Linked DNA regions of Sus scrofa: all the other regions are linked to region 3. A link is a contact called in public HiChIP or PLAC-seq data. All regions are on one chromosome and are shown on one strand. Each heading gives the region's core, a stretch centred on a gene start, on an enhancer-like site or on the middle of the called end of the contact. The rest is flanking DNA. Distances are from core to core; before and after follow the strand shown. Region 1 overlaps POLB (DNA polymerase beta). Region 2 overlaps IKBKB (inhibitor of nuclear factor kappa B kinase subunit beta). Region 3 overlaps AP3M2 (AP-3 complex subunit mu-2). Region 4 overlaps KAT6A (histone acetyltransferase KAT6A).

What was found. HiChIP or PLAC-seq counts read pairs in DNA pulled down with a chosen protein or histone mark.
Region 1: an H3K27ac HiChIP or PLAC-seq map of alveolar macrophages shows a contact between it and region 3. The contact joins two enhancer-like sites. A contact is called at or near these places in 2 of 5 promoter capture datasets (fetal liver and liver), 1 of 47 Hi-C or Micro-C datasets (fetal skeletal muscle) and 1 of 2 datasets of contacts at active chromatin or transcription factors (alveolar macrophages).
Region 2: an H3K27ac HiChIP or PLAC-seq map of alveolar macrophages shows a contact between it and region 3. The contact joins two enhancer-like sites. A contact is called at or near these places in 1 of 47 Hi-C or Micro-C datasets (epiblast stem cells) and 1 of 2 datasets of contacts at active chromatin or transcription factors (alveolar macrophages).
Region 4: a contact with region 3 is called in an H3K27ac HiChIP or PLAC-seq map of alveolar macrophages. The contact joins two enhancer-like sites. A contact is called at or near these places in 6 of 47 Hi-C or Micro-C datasets (blood, brain, embryonic fibroblasts and 3 more) and 2 of 2 datasets of contacts at active chromatin or transcription factors (alveolar macrophages and skeletal muscle).

Annotation. Positions count from the first base shown.
Region 1 is chr17:11,360,142-11,364,187 of Sscrofa11.1, reverse strand. POLB (DNA polymerase beta) reads right to left here. Exons shown (of 15, transcript XM_021078254.1): 3 at 3,203-3,269. Among named protein-coding and RNA genes, the nearest start is that of POLB, 6.0 kb to the right of the region's middle. Within about 2 kb of position 1,462, at least 3 of the 83 cell types and tissues checked have an H3K27ac peak or open chromatin away from gene starts, as enhancers often do. A contact at or near this core is called in alveolar macrophages, where this site is marked.
Region 2 is chr17:11,305,276-11,309,362 of Sscrofa11.1, reverse strand. It overlaps IKBKB (inhibitor of nuclear factor kappa B kinase subunit beta), which reads right to left. Exons shown (of 21, transcript NM_001099935.1): 3 at 3,128-3,245. Among named protein-coding and RNA genes, the nearest start is that of IKBKB, 17 kb to the right of the region's middle. Within about 2 kb of position 1,277, at least 20 of the 83 cell types and tissues checked have an H3K27ac peak or open chromatin away from gene starts, as enhancers often do. A contact at or near this core is called in alveolar macrophages, where this site is marked.
Region 3 is chr17:11,168,342-11,172,221 of Sscrofa11.1, reverse strand. It overlaps AP3M2 (AP-3 complex subunit mu-2), which reads right to left. Exons shown (of 9, transcript XM_021077742.1): 2 at 3,206-3,346. The coding sequence starts at 3,274. Among named protein-coding and RNA genes, the nearest start is that of AP3M2, 3.2 kb to the right of the region's middle. Within about 2 kb of position 1,476, at least 3 of the 83 cell types and tissues checked have an H3K27ac peak or open chromatin away from gene starts, as enhancers often do. A contact at or near this core is called in alveolar macrophages, where this site is marked.
Region 4 is chr17:11,008,580-11,012,738 of Sscrofa11.1, reverse strand. It overlaps KAT6A (histone acetyltransferase KAT6A), which reads left to right. Exons shown (of 20, transcript XM_021078038.1): 17 at 1,816-2,125. Among named protein-coding and RNA genes, the nearest start is that of ANK1, 26 kb to the right of the region's middle. Within about 2 kb of position 2,173, at least 3 of the 83 cell types and tissues checked have an H3K27ac peak or open chromatin away from gene starts, as enhancers often do. A contact at or near this core is called in alveolar macrophages, where this site is marked.

The sequences.
Region 1 (4,046 bases), core at 213-2,712, 190 kb before region 3:
GCTTTAATAAGATAGTTATAAATGACTCTTGCTTTGTCTTTTTTTTTTTTTTGCCATTTCTTGTGCTGCTCCTGCGGCACATGGAAGTTCCCAGGCTAGGGGTCTAATCAGAGCTGCAGCCGCCAGCCTACGCCGGAGCCACAGCAACTCAGGATCCAAGCTGTGTCTGCGACCTACACCACAGCTCATGGCAATGCCGGATCCTTAACCCACTGAGCAAGGCCAGGGATTAAACCCGCAACCTCATGGTTCCTAGTTGGATTCGTTAACCACTGAGCCACGACGGGAACTCCGACTCTTGCTTTTTAAAAATTAACTTTTCTTATAGAAAAATTAGAAAACATACAATCACAAAAAGAAAAATATTAAAATCACTTGATTTCATCACCCTGAAAATTAAAATAACCTATAACCTCGCCACTTAACATCTGCTACACAGTGACTTCTTTTTTGAAGTCGTTCTATACATACACACATAAGCAGTTGTGTGTGCATTCATATACATACATATATATATACACAAACACACCCCTACTTTTTTCTTACAAAAACAGAATCATACTGCTTTGTAAAGTGCTTTAACTTAAAAATCATCATGATCAAATTTCTGTATCAATATATAAATACAACTACATCTTTAATGGCTGCATAGTGTGTTAATATATGAATGTATTGTAATTTACTTAACAAATACCCTACAGAACACTTAGATAGCTTCCAATTTTTGATACTATAAAAATGCTGTTGTGACATTCCTCTAGAATGATGTTTGCAAGCTTTCGCACACACCACATCACCTGGGGAACAGTTTAAAACACAGAATGCCAAGTCCCACCCTGGAGTGTCTGAATGAACAGTGTGTTTCTCACAAGTTCCCAGGCAATGCTGATGCTGCTGGTCTGGGTACCACACCTTGAGAATCACTGCTCTAAAACTGCACAGGCCCACATGGAAGCAACCAGCCACATGTGACAACTTAACTTTACATTAAAAAAATTAACACTTCAATTTCTCAGTCACCCTAGCCACGTTTCAACTAGCCAAATGTGGCTCATGTTGACCATACTGGCAGCACTGCTCTACAACAGAAGCTTTGACCAACACTTTGATCACAGTAAATGAGTGTTTTTCCCCCACATTTCTGTCTGCACTATTGTATTTAATAATTTGGTAGACACAATACAGCACCTTGTTGGAATTTGTGACTCTGATTATTAGCAAGCATGAACTTTTCTTCATGTTTACTGGTTCTTTTCAGCTAAATGTTCAACATGCATAACGTGTATCAGTTCTGTCTTGTAGCCTTAAATGCACCCTTCTGTATTCTTGATTTATTTAATGTTTAATGAGGGTCTCAAGACTCCTGAACGCACACTCAAGCTTTGAAAACAGCAATCCCATGTGGGAATGAACAAAAAAATTTAGGAAGTAGAATAGAAAGGGGAAACTGCTCGAGTTTCTCATTTCCTGTATCATAAAATACATAAGATACATAAAGCAATTTAAGCCTAGAGTAGTTTCTACACCTAACATTAAGGAATAAAAGGCAAAACACTCATTCTGGAAATTTCAGATTTCTAGACTATTGAGAAGCACTCATATGTGCCAGAAAGTAGGTCTGTGGTTTTTAAAATAACTGTGAAAAGGAATAATGATGACATTTCATATTAAGTCCAGTCCTGTGCAAAAGGAATTTTGGATCCTTCTGTGGTATTGTTAAGGATATACCATAAACTCAGATTTGGGATGAAATGCATGAGAACTTGTCAGAAGTTTGCCTCTAATAAATGAGCAGACTATCTGCAATTAACATAAAGGATATTCAATGATGATAAAAAAGGGAACAGAATGGCTCCTAAGGTTAACACTAGGTCAGATGACCAAGACAGAAACTCAGAATTAAACTCTAATGCATTTAGGGAGTTCCCGTTGTGGCACAGTGGGTTAAGAAAGAATCTGACTGCAGCGGCTTGGGTCACAGCTGTGGCTCAGATTCAATCCCTGACAGGGGCACTTCCATATGCCACAGCTGTGGCAAAAAAAACAACCAAAAAGCCCTAATGTATTTAGAACTTGCTTGGCTCGTCTATTTGGGGAGGATACACTGATGGTGAGAACTGTTTGTGGTACAAAGGATCTAAAACCTACACACCAGAGCTTAATTTGTACTGAATAATAAATTCAAGGTGAAGATGAGGCACATAATTACTGTGGATAATCTGTCACTTAAATAGAAGACGTATAAAATTTATGATAATGTTCTGACTCTGAAAGATGAAAATAGAAGGACAGTTATTGCTCACACTCTGAAGATGTTCATGAGAAAATTAAAGACAACTGAATGTTAACACCTAAATTCTAGGGACTTTTAAGAAACACAAATGGGTAAAGAACAACAGAAAGTGGTAACAATCAGGACGTGGACTAATCAAAAAGCCATGTCAATTTGACCTCCTCAACAAAAGATGGATAGGATATGGTCCTTAATCTTGAGGAACTTAGAATCTTTTGATTGACTGACTGACTGATTGATTGCCGTTTTAGGGCCGTACCCACGGCATATGGAAGTTCCCAGGCTAAGGGCTGAATCACAGCTGTAGCTGCTGGCCACAGCCACAGCCATGCCAAATCCGAGCTGTGTCTGTGACCTACACCACAGCTCACAGCAACGCTGGATCCTTAACCCACTGAGCAAGGCCAGGGCTCAAACCTGTGTCCTCATGGATACTAGTCAGATTCATTTTTGCTGAGCCGAGACGGCAACTCCGAGGAACTTAGAATCTTTTATCAGTAGGTAGACTCTCCTAGGATATTCTTAGTGATATTAATACAAATTACCAAGATATGTGGCTAAAGTTCTAGAAACTGGGACTGCCAGCACCACTCTGTTACCACACCCTTCTTGAGGACTAACACCCAAAGGTGACATTCAGTGTGAGAATAAGTACATATATATATGGTTAAGTAGAGAAGAAAACTGTAATTACATGTTTTAAAAATTTTTTTAAATCCAGCCCCTCCTCCAAAAAAACCCGCTTTGAGTTTGAAAAAGCATGCCTGAAATGGCATTAATATGATTCTGAGAAAGTAGCGAAATCTGCCTGTGCGGTCAAGGTAGCTTCAGAGGCAAATTTCATTTTGTGGAAACCCATCAAATTGGTACCTGTGCAAGCTCGTCAATCAACTTGCCTGCTAAACTTACCAGTTTCTTAGCTTCTGCTCCACTCTTTATTTTGTGTGGGTACTTTGCTATCACAGATGCCGCTTTTCTACAAGTTAAAAAAAAAAATAAAAGAAAAAAAAGGAACTAATTAGAAATCCAGTGAGGTCTTAATTTTTCTTAACCTGGAATATACACGCAAACAAATATGCAGCTTAAACTTTCACTAAGATAACTAGTTTTCCATTATCTGTGTAAAATTTTAAAAACTCAATGAGGAGTTCCCTGGTAGTCTAGTGGTTAAGGATCTGCCATTGCCCCTTGCTGTGGTGCAGGTTCAATCCCTGGCTGGGAACTTCCACATGCTGCTGGTATGGCCAAAAAATCCACCCCAAAACTAAAAACTCAATGAGCTGACAAACCACCTGCATATCTAACTTTCAGAAGTATCACAAAAATTCTCACACTTAAGAATAACATAATTTTGAAGTTCCTGTCATGGTGCAGTGGAAACAAATCCAATTAGGAAACATGATGTTACGGGTTCAATCCCTGGCCTCGATCAGTGGGTTAATGATCTGGCGTTGCCATGAGCTGTGGTGTAGGTTGCAGACAGGGCTTGAATCTCATGTTGCTGTGGTGTAGGCCGGCAGCTGAAGCTCTGATTAGACTCCCAGCCTGGTAACCTCCATATGCCGCTGGTACAGCCCTAAAAAGCAAATAAATAAATAAATAAAAATAATAATATAATCTCAACTGTATATGTAAAATTAGGGAGATTCAGGAAACCAGTAACCTTTCCTTTTGGAGATTAAGTGGAAAACATCATCAAGCCTTTTTTTCTTTTGATAGTTTTAAATGTATTCATAACTCTTTCATAAAAAAT
Region 2 (4,087 bases), core at 28-2,527, 140 kb before region 3:
AGGACAGGCGGGTCAGCCCAGGCGGGGCAGGAGGAAGCAGGTCTGAGAGCTTCTGGAGATGCTCGTGGGCGCACACTGCCCTGAGTTACTCTAAGAAGGGGCCCTTCTCAGCTGTGCTGTGGGCCTGAGGGAGGCAGGCCTGCCCGTGTGAGCTCAGTCCTGGCTGGGCCAGTGCCCCCGGGAGCCCACAGGAGCCACCCAACACCTCTGCCGACCCCTTCCCCGATGTGGACCAGGCAGCGGGCACCAGGCAGAGCTGCACGGATGGGCTCAGGGAAGCCGCCGTGTCTCGCTTCACCTCCCTCCCCGACACCTCCAAGGCAAGCGCCAGTGGCATTTCTGTTTCACAGGCAAGGAAGCTGGGCAGGAGTGGTCCAGCCATCCCTCTGCTCTACAGCCGCGCTGGGGCATGGCCCTACAATGCGTGTCCAGTGTCCATCTGAAGCTCATATCCAAACACAGCCCCTGTGCCTTCCTGGCCCTGGCAGCTTTTTTTTTTTTTTTTTTTTTTTTTTTTTTTTTTTTTCTGTTTCTTAAGGACCACACCTGCAGCATATGGAAGTTCCTGGGCTAGGGGCTGAATCGGAGCTGCAGCTGCCAGCAACACGGGACCCAAGCACTGTTATCTACACCGCAGCTCCCGGCAATGCCAGATCCTTCAACCACTGAGTGAGGCCAGGAATTGAACCTGCATCCTCACAGATCTAGTTGGGTTTATAACCCACTGAGCCACAACGGGAACTCCCCTAGCAGCTTATCGAGGAGCTCAATTCTGCTGCTGGAGGCCAGCTTCAAGTTCAGAAAAGAAACTCCCCACTGAAGTGGGCCGACGTACTAACACCCACACCCGGGCTCGTGTGCGAGCTGTTCCCTGCGCCAGGCACACACACCTCACTCCTTCACCCGGCTCACGTGCTGGCCAAGCGTGTCTCTCCAGACCAGGAGTATAGGTTCTGAACTTTCTGGACGAGGGAATAATGGGCGACCTCACTTGGAAGACAAAGAGGACAGATCTCCAGCGCCCAGGGCCCTCCAGTGGCCACATGGACAGAGGCCCCAAGAGGGTACCATTGCTGCCTGCCCTCCCACCCCTGTCCTCATCATCCTGTACCCTGTGCCACGGCAACCATGCCAAAGTCTGGATCAGCCTCTTCCCTGGCGGGCTGGCTCCGAGATAACGTCTGAAACCCTCTGCCTCCGTAATCTGACGCCAGCCCACCCACCTCCCACGCTGTCCTCTGACAACTGTCGTTGCAACTACAATGACACAGCTTCATGTCCCTAAATAGCTACAGTTAGTAATCGGATGGCTGTCATAGGTCAGAAAAATAAAGGAGAATCGAAGCGCTGTCAGGTTCCCCATTTCTCGGCTCTTATCAGGCCTGGCCTGTGGGTTGAGCCGGTGACCGGTGACCCTGCTCACATCCTGCCTGACGCTCCCCAGACTTGCCCACCTCCCGGGACGGAAGGGCCACCCACGCTGATGAGCCCTCATGGAAAGTTTCCTTTAGAAAAAGAGGGCGGAAGGGGCCAGAAGAGTAATGGGAGCAGCACAGGACTCTGGGTCCGGGAAACTTGTGTGAGGATGGAAGAAACGCCCAGCTATCCTGACCCCCACCCCCTCCCCCAATCTTGAGAACTTCCTTCTGGAGTGAAAGGTGAGGGCAGACAGAGGATAGGGCAACCTCTTTTCAGGACAAAACCAACTTGTGCCCAGAGCTTTCCAACTTGTCCCTTGTGCTCTGAGGCACGATTCCTTTCACAGACAGGGAGGGGCTGCAGTTGGTTCCACACAGGCGGTCCCCTAGCTCTGTCACTGCAGCCATGAGGCCAGGGAACCACCCTTCACGGGGATCCTATTTTTTTTTTTTTTCTTTTTTGGACACCCTGCTGCAGATGGAGTTACGAGGCCAGGGATCAGATTTGAGCTGTAGTTGTAACCTAAGCTGAAGCTGCGCCGGGATCCTTAACCCACTGTGTTGGGCCACGGATGGAACCCGTGTCCCAGCGTTGAAAAGACACTGCTGGAGTTTGCATCGTGGCACATCGGAAATGAATCTGACTAGGAACCATGAGGTTGTGATCCCTAGTCTCGCTCAGCAGGTCAAGGATCTGGCGCTACCATAAGCTGTGGTGTAGGTCACAGATGTGGCTCAGATCTGGCGTTGCTGTAGCTGTGGTGTAGGCTGGAGGCTACAGCTCCGATTAGACCCCTAGCTGGGAACGTCCATATGCCTGTGGGTGTGGCCCTAAAAAGACAAAAAGACAAAAAAAAAAAAAAAAAAAAAAAGGCACTTCCAATACCATTGTGTCACAGTGGGAGCTCTCCTATCTCTTTTATTTTTTTTCTTTTTTTATTAGGGCCACACCTGCAGCATATGGAGGTTCCCAGGCTAGGGGTGGAATTGGAGCTGTAGCTGCCAGTCTACACCACAGCCACAGCAAGGCCAGATCTGAGGGGCATCTGTGACCTACACCACAGCTCACAGCAACTCCAGATCCTTAACCCACTGAGTGAGGCCAGAGATCAAACCTGCACCCTCATGGATGCTAGTGAGATTCGTTTCCACTGAGCCATGATAGGAGCTCCCTCCCCTATCTCTTTTACCAAGGCCACAGAGCTGCTGAAAATCACACGAGGTTACATGTAAGAGCAGGTGGGGATCCTGTAAGCTCCAGTATCAATGGGGAGGTGGACATGCCACCGTCCCTCAGCACCCCCTGCAGGGTGTGTTCTGGTAAAGAGACGTGGACGGGGTGGGAGGAAGAGAACAAGGTCCAGAAGCTGAGTCAGCGGCGGCTCTGGAGCGCCAGCCTGGCTCACAGGTGGCTCAGCCAGTCCCTTCCTGTCCCACTGTGTGACCCTGAGTGGCCACATCTGGGAGAAAGTGTCCTGATGGGGATGGCAGCCAGGCCGACACTGCAGGACTCGAGCGGCTCTGACAACCCGAGGGAGGAAGGTGTTTGGACTCACGATCTGAGGGTTTTGGCCTCATCACTATAGAGCCAGTGCGTGGGGTGCACAGCAAGTCCCACCCCAAGTTCCTGTAGGGCTGAGCCTGGCACCCAGGCTACTGGCCCTGGGCCCCGTGGCTCCCCAGCTCCCTGCAGGGCCCTGCAGGCTCACCTTGCGCAGATCCCCGCCCTGGCAGTACTCCATGGCCAGAAGGGGCAAGTCGTTGGGAGCCAGGTTCTGCATCCCCTCAGGGACATCCCGGGCAGCCACCACATTGGGGTGGTTCAGCCTAGGAAGGAAGAGAGGCAGTGAGGCAGGGACCAGGCTCAAGCCCACACCCCGTCATCTGCGTCCTGAGAAGCTCGCCTGACACCACAGCTTGGAGCAGCCAAAGGCCCTGGAGAGCGGGCAGTGGGGGAGAGGGCGGAACCTGCCACTCACCTGGGGCCACCAGCCAGCACCCACCAGCATCCACCCAGCACCCACCCCCGGGGCTATGAGTGCCAAGTGCGCAATGTAGTTTTCTTCAGGGGGCCCCTCGGCAAGTCCTCCCTGCACTTCCAAACTGCTTCTGGAAGCAGAGAAAGTGCAGGACTTCCAATCTCATGCCATTGGGTGGGGATGGGGTGTGTGTCTATGTGTGCAATGTGTGTACGTGGTGTGTCTGGTCTGTGTGTGTGCTATGGTATGTGTATATGTGGTGTGTGTGTGTATGTGCGTGTGGTGTGTGTGTGTGGTATGTGGTGTGTCTGTGTCTGTGGTGTGTATATGTGGGATGTGTGGTATGTGTGTGTATTTGTGTGTGGAGGGTGGTGTGTATGTCTGTGTGGGGGTGTGTGTGCTGTGTTTGAGTGTGTATGTGGGGTGTGAGGTGTGTGTGTGCGCACGTGCACATGCAAACAAGGCGATGCCTCCCTTTCCCCAGAGGTTGGTGATGGAGCCCCCATTTGAGGGCCTGACTGGGTTGCAGGTTTCCCCACATTCCTTCCCGGCTGGGAGGGGGGCATCCGCCTGGTGGCCAGCAGCCAGGTCCCCACCCTGGAGGGAGAGACCCCAGCAACAGGTTCACAGCAGTGGACTCATGTTTATCACCTCAGAACTGGAAATATGGACAGAAAAAGGATTTTTGCT
Region 3 (3,880 bases), core at 227-2,726:
ATTGATGCAGCCACTATGGAAAACAGTATAGAGATTCCTCAAACACTAAAAACAGAGTTGCCATATGATCCTGTGATTCCACTCCTGGGCATATATCCAGACAAAACCATAATTCAAAAGATACGTGCACTCAGATGTTCACTGCAGCACTGTTCACAACAGCCAAGACACAGAAATAACCTAAAAGTCCATCAACAGAGGAATGAAGGTGTGGTACATATATATAATAAAATATTACTCAGCCATAAAAAGAATGAAATAAAGCCATTTTCAGCAACATGGATGGAACTAAAGAGTCTCATACTAAGTGAAGTCAAAAAGAGAAAAACAAATACCATACGATATCACTTACATGTAGAAGCTAAAATATGGCACAAATGAATCCATCTACGGAACAGAAACAGACTCAGGCCTAGAGAACAGACTTGTGGCTGCGTAAGGGGGGGCGGTGGAGGGGGGTTGGGAGTTTGGGGTGAGCAGATGTAAGCTATTATACACAGAACAGATAAACAACAAGGTCCTACTATAGAGTACAGGGAACTATCGTTAACATCCTATGATAAACCATCATGGAAAAGAACATGAAAAAGACTGCATATATGTATAACTGAGCCACTTTGCTGTACTGTAGAAATTAACACAACATTGTAAATCAGCTAGACTCCAATAAAATAAATTTGAAAAATAAAACACATCCCTCAATTTTTTATATATATAAAAAAGGCACAACGTGGAGTTTCCGTTGTGGCTCAGCGGTAACGAAACTGACAAGTATGCATAAGGATGCTGGTTCAGTCCCTGGCCTTGCTCAGTGGGTTAAAGATCCAGTGTTGCTGTAAGTTGTGGTGTAGGTCATAGGTGCAGCTCAGATCAGGCGTGGCTGTAGCTGTGGTGTAGGTTGGCAGGTACAGTTCCAATTCGACCCCTAGCCTGGAAACTTCCATATGGCCCTAAAAAGACCAAAAATAAATAAATAAATAAATAAATAAATAAATAAATAAAGGCACAACATGATTTTATATGTCAGCAATCAGAAAAGGAGCATTTTGACCGTGGCATGGTGCAATATCAAAAGCATGTGCAATTACAGCAGGAACTCTTGTGTCACAGTCCAGTGCCAGAGGAGTAACACAGCCAGAGAGCCCACATCAAATGAGGCATTAAAATCAGGATGCGTCCATTTACTTGTAACCAGTGCTTCAAAAATATCAAGCTCTGGTGTTCCCCATGGCTCAGCAGGTTAAGGATCCAGCATTGTCACTGCTGTAGCTCAGGTCTGATCCCTGGCTTGGGAACTTCCATGTGCTGAGAGCATAGCCAGAAAAAATAGCTCTGAAGCCCCAGCCATCCAAACTAGACACTTTGCTGTTTGGCCCAATTCCTCTGAGGTTTTGATGGGATTAAATAACATTTCTCACTTCTGCTTTGTAATCAGTTACATAACATGGCTGGGGAGTTAAGGAGCAGCCTGTTCCTATTAGAACAGGGAAAGTGTCCCGCGTGGTGGAAGATGGTAACTGCTGGTTCTGGTTCTTCCTCCTCCTGGGGTTTGTCACTCTCAAGTTTTGCCTGTGGGAAGGAATGAGTATGCCACTGGAATTCCAGAATTGTACTACTAGGACAAATGTGGGGAAAAAAATTTTTTTATATATATATTAATTCTTTGGGGATGAAAACTGTTCTAAACATGTGATCTCTATATGAGGGCAAATAAAAGGACTCTTTGACTTGCTTTTTAGGTTTTATCATAATGTCTGGGTCCTCATTCTCTTCTCCAATCCCACAATTTCATGTGACTGGTTCCAGACCTCACATGACACAGAAGTTAAACCAAAGGGCCCTTGATTCTCATTTATCACTGAGTTGTGCAAATAACCACAACCGTTAGGAGTTGAGCAACTCTTTTAGGGAGAGGATTCCCTTGTGTAAATCAAGAGTCTGATACCCTAAAATCCTGTGCTATAAACAATGCTGGCATCCTGGTGTGGGATGTCACTCCCTAAGATCTTCAAATCTATTCCTGAAAGAAAAACTCAAATGAAAACTGGAGCTTGGAAAATGTGTCACTAAAAATTTTCATAGGTACACAAGATTTCCTAACCTTAAGTTTGCACAAAGAGCCCCTCGCTAGTAACTGTATGCTGAGGATAAGCCCCCAAATTTGGGATAAAGTATGAGTTCATGAACTAACCCCTGGCGGGGAGAGTGAAGTTTTTCTACTTAAATCATATATACATATCTTTACACACTCATCACTTTTTGATGCAACTCAAAACAATGGTTAATATCAAGTCCACCATAAAAAAAAAACTAAATTCCTTAGATTTGTGGACAAAAAGTAGGACAATTTCAGTCTCTAGAACTGAAATGACTGTACACAATCAGAGCAAGTATGGTAGCTTTCTCCTGCAACAGGTTCAAAAGTATACAATTTGTCATTTAATTAATTAATTCATTTTTTTTGCCATGCCCATGGCATCCAGGGCCAGGGATGGAACCTGCACCACAGCAGTGACAACACTGGATCCTTAACACACTGAGCCACCAGGCAACTCCCTGATTTGTCATTCTTAACTGCAACCAAGCCAATAAAGGGAAACAAGAAACTTACCAGATGGGAGACGAAGTGAGCAATGGCAGAGGTTTTTTGTTTTGTTTTGTTTTGTTTTTTTGCTTTTTGGGGCCATGCTTGTGGCATATGGAATTGGGCCAGGGGTTGAATCGGAGCTGCAGACTTAAAACACAGCAACGCCAGACCCAAGCCACATCTGTTACCTACACCACAGCTCGAGACACCGTTGGATCCTTAACCCAATGAGTGAGGCCAGGGATCAAACCCACATACTCATGGATACCAGTCAGGTTTGCAACCCACTGAGCCACAGTGGGAACTCCCAGAGTTTTATTTTTGTAAAGTTCTCTCATGGAAGATGAAAACGATGGAAACAGAACTATAAAGACACGATAACATACATGGATGACCCTCCTCATAGTTACACACCTGAAATGTGTCCACTACTCGATGAAGGAACTCAATGACAAACAGAGGCGGGACCTCCGTCTGGATCACAGCCACGAAAAAGATCTTGTGACGGTAAACACTTAAGAGATAGTGGTGAGGGGTGGGAATAACTGGAGGGACATTTTCCGCCTCAGTTGCTCGCTCTTGCGCCTCAAAAAAGTAATCACAAACAGAACGGCTCACCACACTTTTCCAGTGTTTCTCCAAGAAAATATCTCCAGAGGAGTTGATCAAGAAAAGGCTATGAATCATGGTGGAGACCGTAGGTGGGAGAGGAAGGTCTTTTTCAGTCCAAGAGCCTCAGGATTTTGCAAATGTACAACTCTAAAAACATGAGAAGCAAAGTTAATGCCAGCCATTCAAAACCCCTCTGTCTGTCCAGTAGCCCAACCCTCTCACCCATCTCTGCTAGACTCAAGTCTTCTGCTACTGCAGGAGCCTGAAGTATCCCTCCCCAGAATCCCAAAGGGAGATTATCAGCCATCTCGTTTGTCCATTAATGATATATTGTCCAGTTATTTTTACTATTATTTGTTCTTCTTTTTTTGCCACACCTGCAGCATATGAAAGTTTCTACGCCAGGGACTGAATTCGAGTGGCAGCTGCAACCTGTGCCACAACTGTGGCAATGCCTGATCCTTAACCCACTGTATCTGCTGGGGATTGAACCCATGCCTCTGCAGCAACCTGAGCCGCTGCAGCCGAGTCTCCTTAACCCACTGCATTACAGGGGAACTCCCAGTTATCTTTACTATTGTCTGGATCATATCCATTTAAAATTCTACTTAATTTCTGAGTGTCTGTTTTTTCATCTGGACTGGAAGCTCCTTGAGAAAAAAAGACCATGCCTTGTGGTTT
Region 4 (4,159 bases), core at 924-3,423, 160 kb after region 3:
TGCTTAAGAGATTTATCTGTTCTTCTTCATCTGTTTATTTATTCAGGCATTTATTTATATTAGTATGGGCTCAGAGATATTTACTTTATACTTTGAGTTATAATCAAAGTTCTGCCACTTCATTTATTAATTTGTTGCTCAAATTATTCCAGATTCAGCCATTAGGAGCTTTTTCTGCTTTTGCTCAATGTGCAAACCCTCATCATTGTGAAGTTGTTTTGTTTTGAGTACTTCCTTACATTTTTGTGCTACAAAATATTCCAGGAGTTCCCATCATGGCTCAGTGATTAGCGAATCTGACTAGGAACCATGAGGTTGCGGGTTCGATCCCTGGCCTTGCTCAGTGGGTTAAGGATCTTGCGTGGCTATGGCTGTGGTGTAGGCCAGTGGCTACAGCTCCGATTGAACCCCTAGCCTGGGAATCTCCAGTTGGTGCCTGTGTGGCCCTAGAAAAGGCAAAAAGACCAAAAAAAAAAAAAAAAAAAAAATTCCAGGTTCATGTTGTGTTTATCATGCCCCAATCCTATAATCAGACATTTCTTCAAAGAGTAGGGCCATGTTTAATCTAGTTTGAAAATTGTGTTCTCAACTAGAAGGACTACTAAATTTAAAGTAGAGAAAAATTCTACTATTCTTTATATAACTATGAATAATATATCTTTGCAATCTTAGGCTTATATTGTCTATTTATAAGATGAAATTATACTATTTCCCCATGTAAAAAGACAATAGGGAGTTCCTGTTGTGGCTCAGCAGGTTAAGAACTGGACATAGTGTCTGTGAGGATGCAGGTTCGATCCCTGGCCTCACTCAGTGGGTTAAGGATCCAGTGTTGCCACAAGCTGTGGCATAGATCTCCGATGTGGCTCAGATCTGGTGTTGGTGTAGCTGTGGCGTAGGCCTCAGCTGTACCCCTGGTTTGACCCCTAGCCCAGGAATTTCCCAGCCCACAGGTTTGGTCTTTAAAAGAAAAAAAAAAAAAAAAAAAAAACAGTATTATAATAGGCAGTGAGATCATGTATAAGATACTCGGACATGAAGTTTTGAAAAAATTCACTTGACTCGGAGTCAAGCTATTTTACAGCCATTTCTATACTGACTGGATATGACCTTAAAGCAGGTCCTATAACTTCTCTGGCCTCTCTAGAATGAGGTGATTGAAGTAGATCAGTTTTGGTGATGTGATATCTAATATTATATGATCTAAGGTGTTAAATCAACCCTAGTACACAGTTGTGTCTAATGTGCCAAATTCCAATAACAGATTTATTTTACTTTTGAAATTCTCACCAATACCAAGGAAATCTGTACTGACTCTGAATTCCCACGCTGCTCTGTGACTCTTTGTGGATAGCTCCTGAAAACAGTGTACAGCATTCCTAATGGTTCTGCTGACCTGCACAGTAGAGCTGTGAGACAAAGTGTTTTGTTTTGTTTTGTTTTGTTTTGTTTTGTTTTGTTTTCTTTTGTGGAAAGAGAATTTAAGGGACTAGGCTCTGTGTCATTTCAGTATTGAAATAAGCAGCTCCCTAGGGTGTTAAAATTAATGGAACTGTTAGTAATACCTGCTCTTTGGGTGCGCCTGTCTCTATTTTTTTACAAAGTTGTATTCAGTGATAATTTGTGTCTGTGATACTTTAGGTATAGTATCTTACTCTAGTATTTTGAAATAACATTCAAAATGTCTTTTGGCAAACAGCATCCTCATTTTATATGTGTTAATCCTATTAGGTTTAAAAACTATTAATTGTGTTATTAGTGGAAATGATAGCATTCATTACTGTCAATAAAATGCTTTCTTTCTCTTTTAAATAGAAACCAATTCTTCACCGAAGAAGGCGAGTCCGAAAGCGCAAACACCACAATAGCAGTGTGGTCACAGAGACCATTTCTGAGACCACAGAGGTATTAGACGAGCCTTTTGAAGACTCTGACTCGGAAAGGCCGATGCCAAGGTTAGAACCCACATTTGAGATTGACGAGGAGGAGGAAGAGGATGAGAATGAGCTCTTCTCTAGAGGGTACTTCCGTCGCTTGTCCTCCCAAGATGTTCTCAGGTGTCGATCTGCTTCTAAGAGGAAGTCAAAAGATGAAGACGATGACGAAGAGTCAGACGATGTTGATGGTATGTTTCACAGACCTGTTGCTTATTGCAGTTCTCTTGCAACAGAAAGGGCTGAAGACAGACATGACCCACTGGGCATGTGCAGGACAGCTTGTAGCTTCTAAAGAGTTGTAGGAAGTGTATTCATTCTCATTTTCTTTTTCAGTTCTTTGTCCTTTTATAAAAATGCTTTTTCCTAGTTCCTCCTTCAACTTACAACCTTTTTTGCCTCTGTAGAAAATATCTTGCTGTTAGGAAATTGTTCTTTTTTGCCTAATTTTCTCTCAGCCGTTATCTGAATCATTTGTTAATGGGTAGATTAGACTTAGCATAAGGAAAATATCTAATTAATAACCCTTTCCTAGAATGTGCAGTCTATAGACACAGTGTGTTTTGCTAATTATGTATGCTGAATGCTTAAAAGAGGCACTCAGTAAATATTGTTAAATAAATAGGTGCTTAGAAGGTAGTTCTTAAATAAGGTCAGATACATGTCAGTTTGGACTCACTTCAAATCTGTTCCTGAATCATATTTCTATTATGTCTTAGCTAGTAGTATAATAGATATTTATTAGTAAATTTCTAATGAAAGGTAACTGTACCTAAAAATAAGTTAAATTTTATGGCATAGCTAAAAATCCAGTGATTAGCCTTGTCATTTCCTCTTTAGAGATTAAAAAATGAGCTCATATATGACTTGGGTCTCAAACTAGTCATTCGCATCTTAGCCTGAAGTTTTTGCCCCTGTGTCACTCTGCCTCTGTCTGCAGTGATTGCCTTGATGGGCTCAAACTGAGCTGCTTTGCTTTGCTTGGTACATAAATCTGTAGCTTTTATGTACCAACTAGTTGAGCTTTTATTCTCCTTTTAAAAATAAATTCAATTTCAAATCTAGCATTTTCTCCAGTCTTATATTTTTATGTACTTTTAATGTAGTGATAAGATGAATAAATTTTTTGCTTTATTCTGAATGATTTTCCAGAATTACATTTTGAGATATAGAACTAAAAATTGATATTGTAAAAAATGTGGCACTTTATTAAAATTCTATCTTGGATCATTGCAGATTAAAATAATCTCTAAGTTCCTGTTGGACAAAGTTTTCTCTAAAGTAGCCATTACCTTTGTTTTCAGGTTATTACTGCTAACTATACCTTTTAGTCCCACTGGTTCCCCCCTGCACTCCCCAAAATTCCATTCTTACATTGGTGTTCTTCCCTTTAAAAAGTAATGGGAAATGTGAATGTACTTAATTCCACACCAAACTGTAGTATCTAAAAATGGTTAAAATGGTGAACTTTATATGCTGTGCATATATTCATTCATATATGAATATATATGATACTCCAGTTTTTAGAAGTAGAAAAAATTAATGAGAATATAATGCTGATATCAAATTTATTTCTGATAAACCATTGTCATTGGTACTTTAACTTTTGCTTCAGGTCAGTATTTGTCCAGGACTACATGCCTTGCAGCTATTCCTGTACAAACACTTTGGTTGGGAACAATGTGGGATTGTTCAGTCGTGGCCTAGAATCATTGGCTTACGATATTACCTGAAATAATGATTTTGGTAGAAACTAAGAAACCCAGAGCAGTAATACAAATGGCGAACAGAAAAAAAAAAAAAGCAATGAGCTGATTTGTAATTTAAACAGCAAAGACAGCTTGTCTACAGTAGTTGTAAGGGAGTTCCCACAGTGGTGCAGTGGGTTAAGAATCCAGCAGTAACAAACCTAACTAGTATCCATGGGGACACAGGTTCAGTCCCTGGCCTTGCTCCGTGGGTTAAGGATCTGGCATTGCGGTGAGCTGTGGTGTAGGTTGCAGATGCAGCTTGGATCTGGCATTGCTGTGCCTGTGATGTAGGATGGCAGCTACAGCTCCAATTCGACCTCAAGCCTGGGACCTTCCATATGCCGTGGGTACAGCCCTTAAAAAAAAAAAAGAATCCAACTGCACCAACTGCAGTGGCAGGGGTTGCTGCAGCGGCATGCATTCAGTCCCTGGGTGGCTCAGTGGGTTAAAGGATCCCACAACAGCTGAGGCGTA